3 separate regions of the Mus musculus genome follow, and regions 1 and 2 are each linked to region 3. A link is a contact called in public Hi-C data. All regions are on one chromosome and are shown on one strand. Each heading gives the region's core, a stretch centred on a gene start, on an enhancer-like site or on the middle of the called end of the contact. The rest is flanking DNA. Distances are from core to core; before and after follow the strand shown.

Region 1 (3,902 bases), core at 744-3,243, 200 kb after region 3:
TGTTCTCAGTCCATTGGTTGGTTGTGAGCATCACTTCTGTATTTGTCAGGCACTGGCAGAGCCACTCAGGAGACAGCTTTTTCAGGCTCCTGTCAGCAAGCTCTTGTTGGCATCTGCAATAGTGTCTGGGTTTGGTAACTGTATATGGGATGGATTCCCAGGTGGGGCAGTCTCTACATGGTCTTTCCTTCTGTCTGTGCTCCACACTTTGTATCTGTATCTCCTCCCATGAGTATTTTGATTCCCCCCTTCTAAGAAGTACCAAAATATCCACACTTTGGTCTTCCTTCCTCTTGAGCATCAGCTAGCTCCACTTGTTCATAGCAGCCTTATTTATAATAGCCAAATGCTGGAAAGAACCAAGATACCCCTCAACAGAGGAATGGATACAGAAAATGTAGTACATTTACACAATGGAGTACGGCTCGGCTATTAAAAACAATGAATTCATGAAATTCTTAGGCAAATGGATGGAACTAGAAATTATTATTCTGAGTGAGGTAACTCAATAAAAAAGAAGACACATGGTATGCATCACTGTTAAGTAGATATTAGTCTAGAAGCTGGGAATACCCAAAATACAATTCACAGACCACGTGAAGCTCCTGTATTTCTGTAAGGGAGTTATTCATGTCCTTCTAAAAGTATTCTGTCATCATCATGAGAATGTGATTTTAAATCAGTCTTGATTTTCTGGTGGGTTCGGGTATCTAGGACTCGCTGTGATGGGAGAACTGTGTTCTGATGATGCCAAGTAGCCTTGGTTTCTATTGCTTATGTTTTTGCCCTTGCCTCTCACCATATGCTTATCTGTTATGTTGGCCGATCTTGCTGTCTCTGACTGTGGCTTGTCCCTCCTGTAAGCCTGTGTGTCAGCACTCCTGGGAGACCATTTCTCTCCAGGAGGGAAGAATTTTGGTATAGAGATCTGTAGCACGGGGTCAGATCAGTGGTGTAGATGGAAACTGTAAGGATCATATCCCTGGTTGTTTCTTGGTTCCTGTGCCTTGATGGCTCTGGGTGGGTCACTCTTGGGCCAGGTATTTGAGCAAAAGTGGTGGTCTTACCTATGTTCACAGACATGTCAGCACTCTGGAGAGACCAGCTCTCTCCCAGAAGTATTTGGGTATGGAGAGCTATAGCCAGCAATATCTTTCAAATCAGTGTGCCAGTATCAACAGAAGACAGAACTTTCTCTGGTCACCACAGTCTGAGCGTCTGCTGTTCTAGACCATGTCCTCCTAAGTCAGTGCTTTCCTGGTCCTCACTTCCAGGCTCTAGAGGAGAAGCCTCCTTTAATTACATGAATGTATCTTTATAATCCTAAAGTTATTAGCGTTCCTTTAATTACATATTAATAAAGGGACTCACCAAAATGCATCCTTACTTTTATCTATAAGAATAATTTTGTGAGGTAAATGCACATCAAGCTTGAAAATGCTGTTGGGACATATTAATCTCTGTGGCATCTGGCTCTGCAAGGACTGGAGAATAATCCAACAAGATCTTCACCATGATGCCATACACATCCTCATAGGAACATGATCGCTTCTGAAGAAAAGGTTTTCCTTACAGGTCAGTTCACAGTTGGAGAGAGAGTTTCCATTTTCTTTGTAAAAACACCCCATACTAAGCCACAAATGCAATTTTTCTCTTCAAATGAGCTAGTCTATGTAGCTGTGCTCAGAACATAAAACCATTTGAAATTTAGTACTTTGCAATTACAGAGAAGATCAGATCCAAGGACAATCCTTGCTGCTCTAGCTACTGTATGTGAAAGACAGTGTGTCTGAGGGCCACCTGAGGTACTGCATAAACCTTGCCTGGTAAATGCATGTTTATATGTAAATGCATGTGCACATGTGTACAAAGAATTTGCCACAGGAACTATTTAAACTTCACCATGAAACAACAGGAAAACAGACTCATTGCCTTTGCCTTACTTCCCCTGCCTGTTTCTCAAGTGAAAAGGAGAAGTAAAAGAGCTGATGGGCAAGCTGGCTGGAAGACAGGGAAGGAAACAAATTCAGTAGAGTTAGCCTGGAGGGACATGCAGGATACACAAAGGCCTTTCACAGGAAAATCCACAAACCACTTCCTCATTTCTGACAAATGCTTATTAGGAAAAGCTTGGAGATGGTAAATGTCAGATAGGGAGGAATAAGTACAAAGTACCAAACCCCATCTCCCTTGAAAAACTTGTCACTGGACATGGGGCATGGGAAACTGCCATCTTCTGGTCCCTTCCAAGGGCCATGTCACCCTCAGAGCAGCATGTCACAGCGGCACTTATATGAAGTGGGACAGGATTGGGCCAAGTCACCCATCACAGCTAGATCCCAGCACAACATGTGAGACTTTCTCACCATCACAAAAATCACAAAAAGAAAGAAATCTTGTCATTTGCTGCAAAAAAGATGGGAGACTGTATGAAGCATGTATGAAACACACATAACAGATGGGATATTTGCATGATACATGTGTGAGATATGCACATCACCACTGACAAGTTAATTCTTGAGTTGAAGAAGAGTTAACTCATAGAATTGAGAGCAGGATGGTGGTTATAGAAGGGTGAGAAGATAAAGGTAACCTGGCTAATGGGTCAAACTTAGCATTATATAGGCATTCTAGTGTTCTACAGTTCAATAGGGCAACTGACTAGTTAGAATAACTTCCTGATACCTCAAAAGAGATGTGTCCCCAACACAAAGCCATGATCTATATTCACAGTGACAGAATGCATTGCTTTGATTGGTACACATTTGATTGTTGGGGGGATTTCAATTTTTTGTGCGCATGTGTGTACACATATGGCACAGCATTTATGTGGAGGTCAAAAGACAACTTGCCACAATATATTATTTCCTTCACAATGTGGATTCCAGGAATGGAAGTCAAGTGGTCAGGCTTGGCAGCAGGCACCTTTACAAGCTGAGCCATCTCGTCTTTAATCATTATTTGTTTAAATCCATAGAATGTATCATATATATATATTCATATATATGTATATACAGTGTATATATACCATTATTACATATTGTATCAATTAAATTTTTAAACAAGAAATAGTTATAATTAAGAAAATGAAACAAATGCAGAGAAGTAAAAGCAAACAAAGGAGTGGGGTCCAGCTGCAGCCTGCACCTACTCTCAGCCTCACTGGTACAGAGGGCACATGAGCTTGGCAAGAGCTCTGTGGTGACACAGGAATTGTCTCAAAGACCTATTCTGATCTCCAAAGATATTTTGGGGAACAGTCAGAATTCTAATTTGGTGCATTAAAAATACTATTCAAAGGCAGTTATGAAAAAACTGAGTTATTATTTTATCAAAAGCTATTTTACATCTTTATACAGGAAGAAGAGCCAAGTATGGCTTGAGGGTCTAGAAAAATATTTTTGCTATGTTGAGAGAAAACCTATTCGTAAGTTTTAGAAACTGGCCATTTGTCTTTTACCTGAGATTATATTTTAGCATGCTTCATGCACATGCCATAACTAAGATTATTCAAGAGACCTTTTGCATTCAAAACTCCTTAATTATGACTGTTTTTCCAAATACTTTGCCAATCTGTCCATGAGGCACATTAAGAATTCAATTGACAAGAATATTTATAGAATTTTCTTGTTTTGCCCAATTTTGTAAACAACGTATGCTTTCAATGCTTAGCCCTCTTGTTATTACCTAATAGTTTAGAGAGAATGATCATTACTTCATCTGAAAGACCCCTAAATAACTATCGAAAATCGGATCTAGAAAGCCAGACATTGTAGAAATGCCTCTAATCTCTGAAGCAAGTTCCTGGCCAGTTTATACTAGCTACATGGCAAGACTGCCTCAGAAAACAAAGCAGGAAAACAAAAAGAGTAGGAGCTACTGCACTCCTTAGACAGGGCAGG
Region 2 (3,632 bases), core at 20-2,519, 170 kb after region 3:
TGGCACACATACCTTGGTAATAACCAACAGATCCCTAATTAGACTCAAGACCCTTTCAACTAGACAGAACTCATGTCACTGGAACTGGGAAAACTAGCCATCTCCTCAGAGATAGGAAGGTCATGGACCTTAAAGGAGAACCTATAGCTGCCCCTTTACTAACTAGCATCATCTCTAACTACACTCTCAACATTTATCCTTATACCTACAGATAAGCGGAGTCCTCTCCCCTTATCAGGGAAACTTCTCTTTGCAGCAGACATAGAAAACCACAAAAAAACCACAACCAATCAAATGTAGAGTTGTGGAGCCCAGTCTAAGTTCTGTGTTTTAGCTAAGCTACTGGCCACTGAGCACTGTGTCACTAACTTGTATAACAGTTATAACATTTATCAATAACTTTGCTCAAATTGTGAGTTATAATCCATTAGTGTACCATGAATTTTTTTTAAAACAAAAGTCTGCTACAACTGAAAGATAGGATGAAAAATGTCAGTAGAGATTATCTTAATAAGTGTCTTGAAAATCTTGGCCTTTTAAGTATGTGTGGCCATGAATGTGAGTATAAAATCTGACATAAAAAAGCATTTCCTGATAAGTATATGATCAATAAAAGTGTGAAAGTCATTGTTCTTAAAACACTAATGGGGTGGTAGGTTGTTAGACAAAGATCTTGTTGTTACAAAGATCTACCCAATGGTAAATAAGTTGCTTTTTCTATACAGTAAATTCAAGCTAAACAAACACATTCTAATAGCACCCATATGCAAACCCAATGCCTGAGATAGCCATTCTTCAATAAGCAATTAAATATAAGGAAATTAAAGGAAATAGCCACAGAAAAGGTCAAAAAGTTAGACTTTAGTTAGATTTGAAAAAAATTGGTAGGACTTGAGTAACTTGAAAAGGGTCAAAAAGATTATTTTAGAATTTATTCTCCAATGTCTTCTCCATTAAAAAAAAAAAAGCCACTTTAGGCACGAACTCAGGGTTCCCAGAGGACTTTCCATACTGCAGGTCCTCTAGCAAGCCCAGGACCTTAGGATCACTGGTGAGTTGAACAAAACATTTGTTCCAACAGAACCATGAGGGACCTGTGCCAGCAGGAGCAGGGAACCTGTCCAACCAGTGGCTCGGGTTCCTTCCAGCCCCCTGGCCACCTTAGGCACGAACTCACAGTCCCCAGAGGACTCTCCACGCCATAGGCTCCCTAGCATGCCCAGGATCTTGAGTGGAACATAGCATCTGTTCCAAAACTACAGTGAGGGCCCTGTGCCAGCAGGAGCAGGGACACAGGAAACCTGCCCAACTAGCGGCTTAGGTTCCTTCTGGTCAGTCCTGGTCTACATTGGTTTTGAACACAGCACAACATTTAAAATGTAAATAAAGGAAATATCTAATAAAAAATAAATAAATGAAATTCATAAAAAAAAGAAATAACAGCCTAAACAGGAAGCCATTGAAGAGAACCCTTAAAAAGTGTGATAAGGATGCTGAAGTGTAGCTCTCTCTCCACTTCTGATGGCTTCTGGAAATGGTGTGGGGAGGGAAGGACCCAGTTCTATTTAAAGGACAGGTCACTGAAATATTTGACCATGGTCTAGTGAATTTGTAGATAACACAAATTGGACTTATGTTTTTGTTGTTGTTGTTTTGTTTCAGGGTGGGGGAGTCACAAGGGTTAGTCAGGAGGACAGAGGACAGGAAAAGGAGTGTGATTGGAATGTATAATGTGAAATTCCCAAGGAATCAATAAAAATATCATATTGAAAATACAAATAATAATAATAAAAAAAAAAACTTGGAAAGAAAGGAGACACCAAACTTTAATACTCAAAAGCAAAACCAGATGGTGCCCACATTCACTGACCCACTGCCACTTGTGTGACTCGTGAGGTAACATGCTAGAGCCTGAGGCTAGGAAGGTACACTGAAGACGGCTGAGGAGGGGGTGTTTGTTACCACCATGGCCAGAGTAACAGTCTGAGGAAGACAAGAGAAGAGCTTGATTTAACATGACTAAGTAGCCAGTGTTGGTTCTAATTTCAGGAGTCTGATCCCGAGTAGTTTATTTTAGGTATATTCAAGCACAGTACGATTTGGTGAACATTTTCTTGATGATAATTAACTCAATCCCATGTGCCAAATAAATCTTAAGACGTGACTACATTGAAATTCTTTGTAAAGTACATGTGACATCTTCCATAGAGATAGGTTCTGTAAATTGGCAAGCTCATAATATGGGTGTGGAAGAAGACCAGCATTGTCTCAGCAACACAGACAGCACAAAGTTTACTGGGCTGTCAACCATGTTTGCTTCTAGATTTTTGGGTGGAATACAGGTTATACATCTCTGAAAAACAGGTTATACATCTCTACCTTTGAAGAGATAACACTGTGTGTTTAACATCCTGGTTTTCCTAGATATGAGCACAAGGACCTCCATGCCTCCTACATACTGAGGTCATCTTTTTCTTAGAAAACATAAAATTAGGAATTGTGATTCATGCTTTCTGTTTTAAACAGCAGAATAGAGAACAAAAGGACAAATCTTGCTTTAAAAGGAGGGTCAAGTGAAGAAGGAATTGGAAAAGAAAGCTAATTCCCAGTCCTTCTTCTGGGGCCTGAACTCCTCAGGGATTTTTCCTGGTCAGCATTTGGCATTCAGTCAAAGGCCAGCACAAGCAAAGGTGGTTCATCAGGAGCCTCAGGATCTGATGTCTACTCAAAAGCAAAGATGCTCTTAAAAGGCCAGATAACACTTGGAAGTCTGATGCTCAGATATGTTTTCCAAAGGCCACACAGAGAGGACATGCTCTCATCCCATTCTGCCTTCTTCCTTCATTTATTTATTGATATTTCTTGGAAAATAAATGAAGAAAGGAAGAGGAAAGAATAGAATAGAATTAAGTGACTGTTTCTTTCCCAGCAGGTATTAAGTATTCCCTATAAGATTCTGGGAGGGAAATTTACACTCTGCTAGTGACAGGACAGGACACAGCATTCTGGTCTGGGCTTGTTCCCTTGGACATCCACCCCTTGTTTCCCCTGTTCATCTCAGATGTCAGCTGACCAGTGCCAATCTGACCAACGACTGGAACTGGTAGGAGAAGACAAGTATTTCATTCCCACTTAGTTGGGTGACCTCCTAACTGGGCTCCATTTCCTTAGAGTGTGGTTTTACATGAAACGTCAACCTTGGGCTCTTGTGTCCGCCGTACCTGTGCACTGTCCTTAGAAGCTGTGGGGCCATTTGGGCATGGGGCCAAGCTATTGGGCATTGAGGTGCAGGGCTGGGACTTGAGGGTTATGGTCCACATCAGCTTTCTGGTCAAGATCTTTCTTCCCAACTCACAACAATGTAGCCAGGCCCCTCACATTCTGGTTACCACCACCAGAAGCCCTGCTAACTGTGTTTTCCTGGTCATGACAGACAGACACATTCTTATTCTGTGAGCCATAGTCGATCGTATTTTATCATAGCAAAAAGAAAAGTAATTAACCTTCCAATCTTTGCCTCTCCAACTTGAAAAATGAAAGACTTTGTACTGTTGCCATATCATGAGCTGCTTCAGCCTCCTCTTCCTCTGGAATATACTAAATGTAAAATTTTTTCCCATACATTCATACAG
Region 3 (4,063 bases), core at 984-3,483:
AGGGCAAAATAAAAAAATTAAAAACAAAACAACAAAAAAAAATGTGCCAGGCATGGTGGCACACGCCTTTAATCCCAGCATTTGGGAGGCAGAGGCAGGAGGATTTCTGAGTTCAAGGCCAGCCTGGTCTACAACGTGAGTTCCAGGCCAGCCAGGGCTATACAGAGAAACCCTGTCTCGAAAAATAAATAAATAAATAAATAAATAAATTAATTAATTAGTTAATTAATTAATTAAAACCAAACTACAGAGCAGAGAGGAAGATCCCTATTACCTGTGGTGGACCCCCTCTCCTCGCCCACACCAAAGAACCCTGGAGAGGTAAGACTTCACTTCTTATACATTTCCCAGGCAAAGGATTCAGGGAGGGCCCAAGAGGCTACAGTCTCAATCCTCCTCTGCTCTGCTGCTGTTTTGTTATAGTGCACTACAGCCTGCTTCACACTCCAGGAGGAATTGGCTATGCTAGAATGACAAGTGCAGCTTCCCCACTTCCTGCTACCCAAGCTCCACTGACCAGTGGCGAGACACATGCTTCACCAGGGAGCAAGGGACTGAAATCTCATCTACTACCCACAAGGCAGTCACCAGAGATAAGGGGCCTGGTGACAGGGCTAAATTGGCAGAGCTGGAGTATAGTTTGAGAAATCATCTGGTGTTAACTCCATCACTCTGCAAGTGAGCACGCAAGCAGGAATCACAAAGATGAGTGTTGTGATGTATGCCTTCCATCCCAGCACTCATGACTGGTGTTCTGAGGAAGGAGGAATGTACATGAGAGGCTAGTTAGGCTACACAGTGTATTCTAGTCCATTCTAGATTTCATAGCATGATTTTTATCTCAAAAAAACAAAAACAAGCAAGCAAATAAAACTAGAGTTTGAGATAGGAGGAGAAAATAAAGAAGTAGGAACTGCAAAGCCTTAGGAGAAGTTAAACTCATTTCGATCCTAGCTGGGGACTGTGTGAACAAGGCCTGACTAGTTAAGATGCCCAAGGATGGAACAAAGCAGAGTCTGACCCATCGCTGGAGAGACAGGAATGTCATGTACAAGAGAAAGCCTGTTGGGTTGGAATTCCAGATGAATGTATACACTCCCAGTGGAAGCAGAGAACCAGAGCCAAACAAAGGGGGACTAGAACACAAGAAAGGAGAGGGACAAGGTATGCATCTCTGCAAGAAATACTGAATGAAGCAGAAATCCATGCACAGAGAACACTCAGTAAGAGCCAGCCACAAAGGCAGAGCCACGGTGGTCCTCAGCTAACCTCAGCTGAACCTACACCTCACCAAGGCAGAGCCAGAGGCAGTACCTACAGCCTGTAAGCCACAGTCTCACAGGCTAACAACTTCAGTCACTACACCTTCTGTGCTAGGCACTGTGCTAGATATATCACATCCATTTCATTAACTTTTTTCATTAACTAATTCCCAAATAATGGATAAAGCAAAATTAGCTCTACATATTTCTAGTCCCAGCTTAAAGGTGCTTTCTTATAGAAGACTATAAGAAGCTGACCACTAGCTTCTCTATCATACCCTGGATTGTCTTGTACTTTGTCATGTGTTGAAAGGACAACATAAACCCATTTGTCTCCATTTAAGGACCAGGCCTGTTTTGAGGGGGAAAAATGGGGCTGTAAAGCACCAGTTCCAGGAACAGACCATAAGTCCCAGAGATTAGGCCATACGACATCAGCTGCAGGGACAGACCATAAAATCCTGAACAAGATCATAAAACCCTCTTGCAAAGAACATCCTGGGGATAACCACAAAAATGGGGAAGTATCTTATCTCAAGATGGGTCATCTGTACTGGGAAGCCCTATCTCAACCTATGGTTAAAACATTCATGACATAGGAATGCAGACCACTGACCACCTGTGACCCCCTAGCACCCACCAATAAAAGTTTACATTACATAATCCTTCAATAGAGTTCCCTGCATGAAGGCCATTTCAAATAATTGTTCACCCCTGCATGCTGGTTGTTTTTGCAGAATAACCACTCTTTGTCTTTGCATACCATCTGAGTCTGGGGTCTTACCTCAGCAATTTTCAGACCATTACAGTGTCACTCAGTTTTCCTTACATTTTGTTATTTTTGAGGATGTATTATGTCCATTCTGAGTTCTACCTGTGACCTCATATTTTCTAGCACATAAGCTCTTGAGTAAACACTTCTGTGCCCTTGAATGCCAGGAGGGGAAGGGCTGAAAAGGAAGTGTGCATGTGAGGTAGAGGCATTGTGGACAAGAGCTTTGCTCTCTGGAAATGTGGCCAATACTGACTAATATTTCTAAAAGCTAGAATAGCAGAATGATGTCACCATGACTATGCAAATAAGCTTTTCTTAAATAAGTCATAACACTGACTAGAGTTTTATTAAAATCTGGCAATGGCAGAGGTGAGGTTATATATTTTACTCCTCTGTTGGGCTCCTAATTCATATGTTAGAAAGCCAGAGAAATGTCAATAAATCCAAGAGATGTTAATATGAAGGCATTCATTATAGTTTTCTGTGTGTGTGTGTGTGTGTGTGTGTGTGTATGTGTGCATGTGTATGTATGTGTATGTGTGTGTTTGTGTATGTGTGTGTGTGTGTTTGTGTGTGTGCGTGTGTATGTATATTCGTGTGCATGTGTGTGTACGTGTATGTGTATGTATGTGTATTTGTGTGTTTGTGTATGTGTGTTTGTGTGTGTGCGTGTGTATGTATATTCGTGTGCATGTGCGTGTACGTGTATGTGTATGTATGTGTATTTGTGTGTTTGTGTATGTGTGTTTGTGTGTGTGTGTGTATACATATGCGTGTGCATGTGCGTGTACGTGTATGTGTATGTATGTGTATGTGTGCTTACTGACAGAACAGCCAGCAGATTGATGCTTTACTTCTGGACTCATCCTTCCCATCCAAGAGTAAACCATCCATGCTGTCCCGACTTCCTAGCAAAAGCAGGATTAAGCAGCGTCCTGTCAGTTCTGTAGGACAATAAGTCCTACCCTACTAATCTTAACTGGATAAACACTCAGGAAAGCAATTACAGACGTTCAAGGAAATACAAACAGGATCCTGTAAGCAACGTTCCAGAAGATCACTCTGCTAGTCAGATTTCCACTGCACACTGCAAGCTTTTTTCTTTTCTTGACTGTCTAACATGAATTGATGGCACCACAGACTGCTAGACTACTGTGTGCTTGAATTATGATCATAGGCAGAGTGCTGAGTACAGATATTGAGGACACATCCTGTTTATTCCATAGAGAGGATTTGCATTCTCACTTTGGGTAGAGAAAGCTAATGTAAAACAAACAAAACAACACAGCAAAACAACATTACTCAAGGTCACAAAGTATGTGTGAACCAGAAGATTGGAAGTATACTTTTCTTCTTCTTCTTCTTCTTCTTCTTCTTCTTCTTCTTCTTCTTCTTCTTCTTCTTCTTCTTCTTCTTCTTCTTCTTCTTCTTCTTCTTCTTCTTCTTCTTCTTCTTCTTCTTCCTGTTGCACTGGAGGTCTACCCAGGGTGTCTAACATTTAGTTACATCCTCAGGTATGTCTGGATTTAAGCCCAGTTTATCTAGTGAGAATGTGAATTGTATTACTGCCCATGCCACATGGATTTCTCATCCTATTAACCCCACTAGGAGGGATCTCACACACAGTCTTTTCTCACCAGTCTAGACTTCTTCTACAGCTAAGTCTCATTTTCAGAAAGACCATGTTAATTCTCTCTAAAGCACCCACACTCCTAGGAACATGACAAAGTCATTCCTTGTCAGTACAACCTCGGTTTCTTCAGGCATTTGTTTTCACTTCATCCTGACTCAAGGCTTAGCTTTCATTGATGCTGATACTTTGAGGATCAGGGCATTCAGGCTTGGCTGCATATCGTTTCTCCTTTTCTGTCCCCCATCTCCCACACATCTGCCATATACACACGATTCTTACCCTGGTTGCTGAGTGGAAACATGGCTGATCACAACATCTACTGCAGGCAGTGCTTTAAGAAGTCTCCTGTAGAATTCTTTCTCTACTCATATCTTCCTAAATGGTTCTACTCAC

Evidence for each region. Hi-C and Micro-C count contacts between places; a contact is called where the count stands out from the background.
Region 1: a contact with region 3 is called in a Hi-C map of bone marrow-derived macrophages, with 2.2 times the contacts expected there. The contact joins two enhancer-like sites. A contact is called at or near these places in 5 of 39 promoter capture datasets (cranial neural crest, frontonasal cranial neural crest, hematopoietic stem and progenitor cells and 2 more), 1 of 484 Hi-C or Micro-C datasets (bone marrow-derived macrophages) and 2 of 9 other capture datasets (adipose tissue and liver).
Region 2: a Hi-C map of the G1E-ER4 cell line shows a contact between it and region 3, with 3 times the contacts expected there. The contact joins two enhancer-like sites. A contact is called at or near these places in 3 of 484 Hi-C or Micro-C datasets (the G1E-ER4 cell line, pre-hematopoietic stem cells and pre-megakaryocyte-erythroid progenitors), 1 of 115 datasets of contacts at active chromatin or transcription factors (bone marrow-derived macrophages) and 2 of 9 other capture datasets (adipose tissue and liver).

The regions. Positions count from the first base shown.
Region 1 is chr13:76,394,197-76,398,098 of GRCm38.p6, reverse strand. All of the region lies in intron 1 of Mctp1 (multiple C2 domains, transmembrane 1), which reads right to left. Among named protein-coding and RNA genes, the nearest start is that of Mctp1, 12 kb to the right of the region's middle. Within about 2 kb of position 1,993, at least 19 of the 459 cell types and tissues checked have an H3K27ac peak or open chromatin away from gene starts, as enhancers often do. A contact at or near this core is called in bone marrow-derived macrophages, where this site is marked.
Region 2 is chr13:76,417,893-76,421,524 of GRCm38.p6, reverse strand. All of the region lies in intron 1 of Mctp1 (multiple C2 domains, transmembrane 1), which reads right to left. Among named protein-coding and RNA genes, the nearest start is that of Mctp1, 36 kb to the right of the region's middle. Within about 2 kb of position 1,269, at least 6 of the 459 cell types and tissues checked have an H3K27ac peak or open chromatin away from gene starts, as enhancers often do. A contact at or near this core is called in the G1E-ER4 cell line, where this site is marked.
Region 3 is chr13:76,589,596-76,593,658 of GRCm38.p6, reverse strand. The region is part of intron 1 of Mctp1 (multiple C2 domains, transmembrane 1); the gene reads right to left. Among named protein-coding and RNA genes, the nearest start is that of Gm24519, 13 kb to the left of the region's middle. Within about 2 kb of position 2,233, at least 34 of the 459 cell types and tissues checked have an H3K27ac peak or open chromatin away from gene starts, as enhancers often do. A contact at or near this core is called in the G1E-ER4 cell line and bone marrow-derived macrophages, where this site is marked.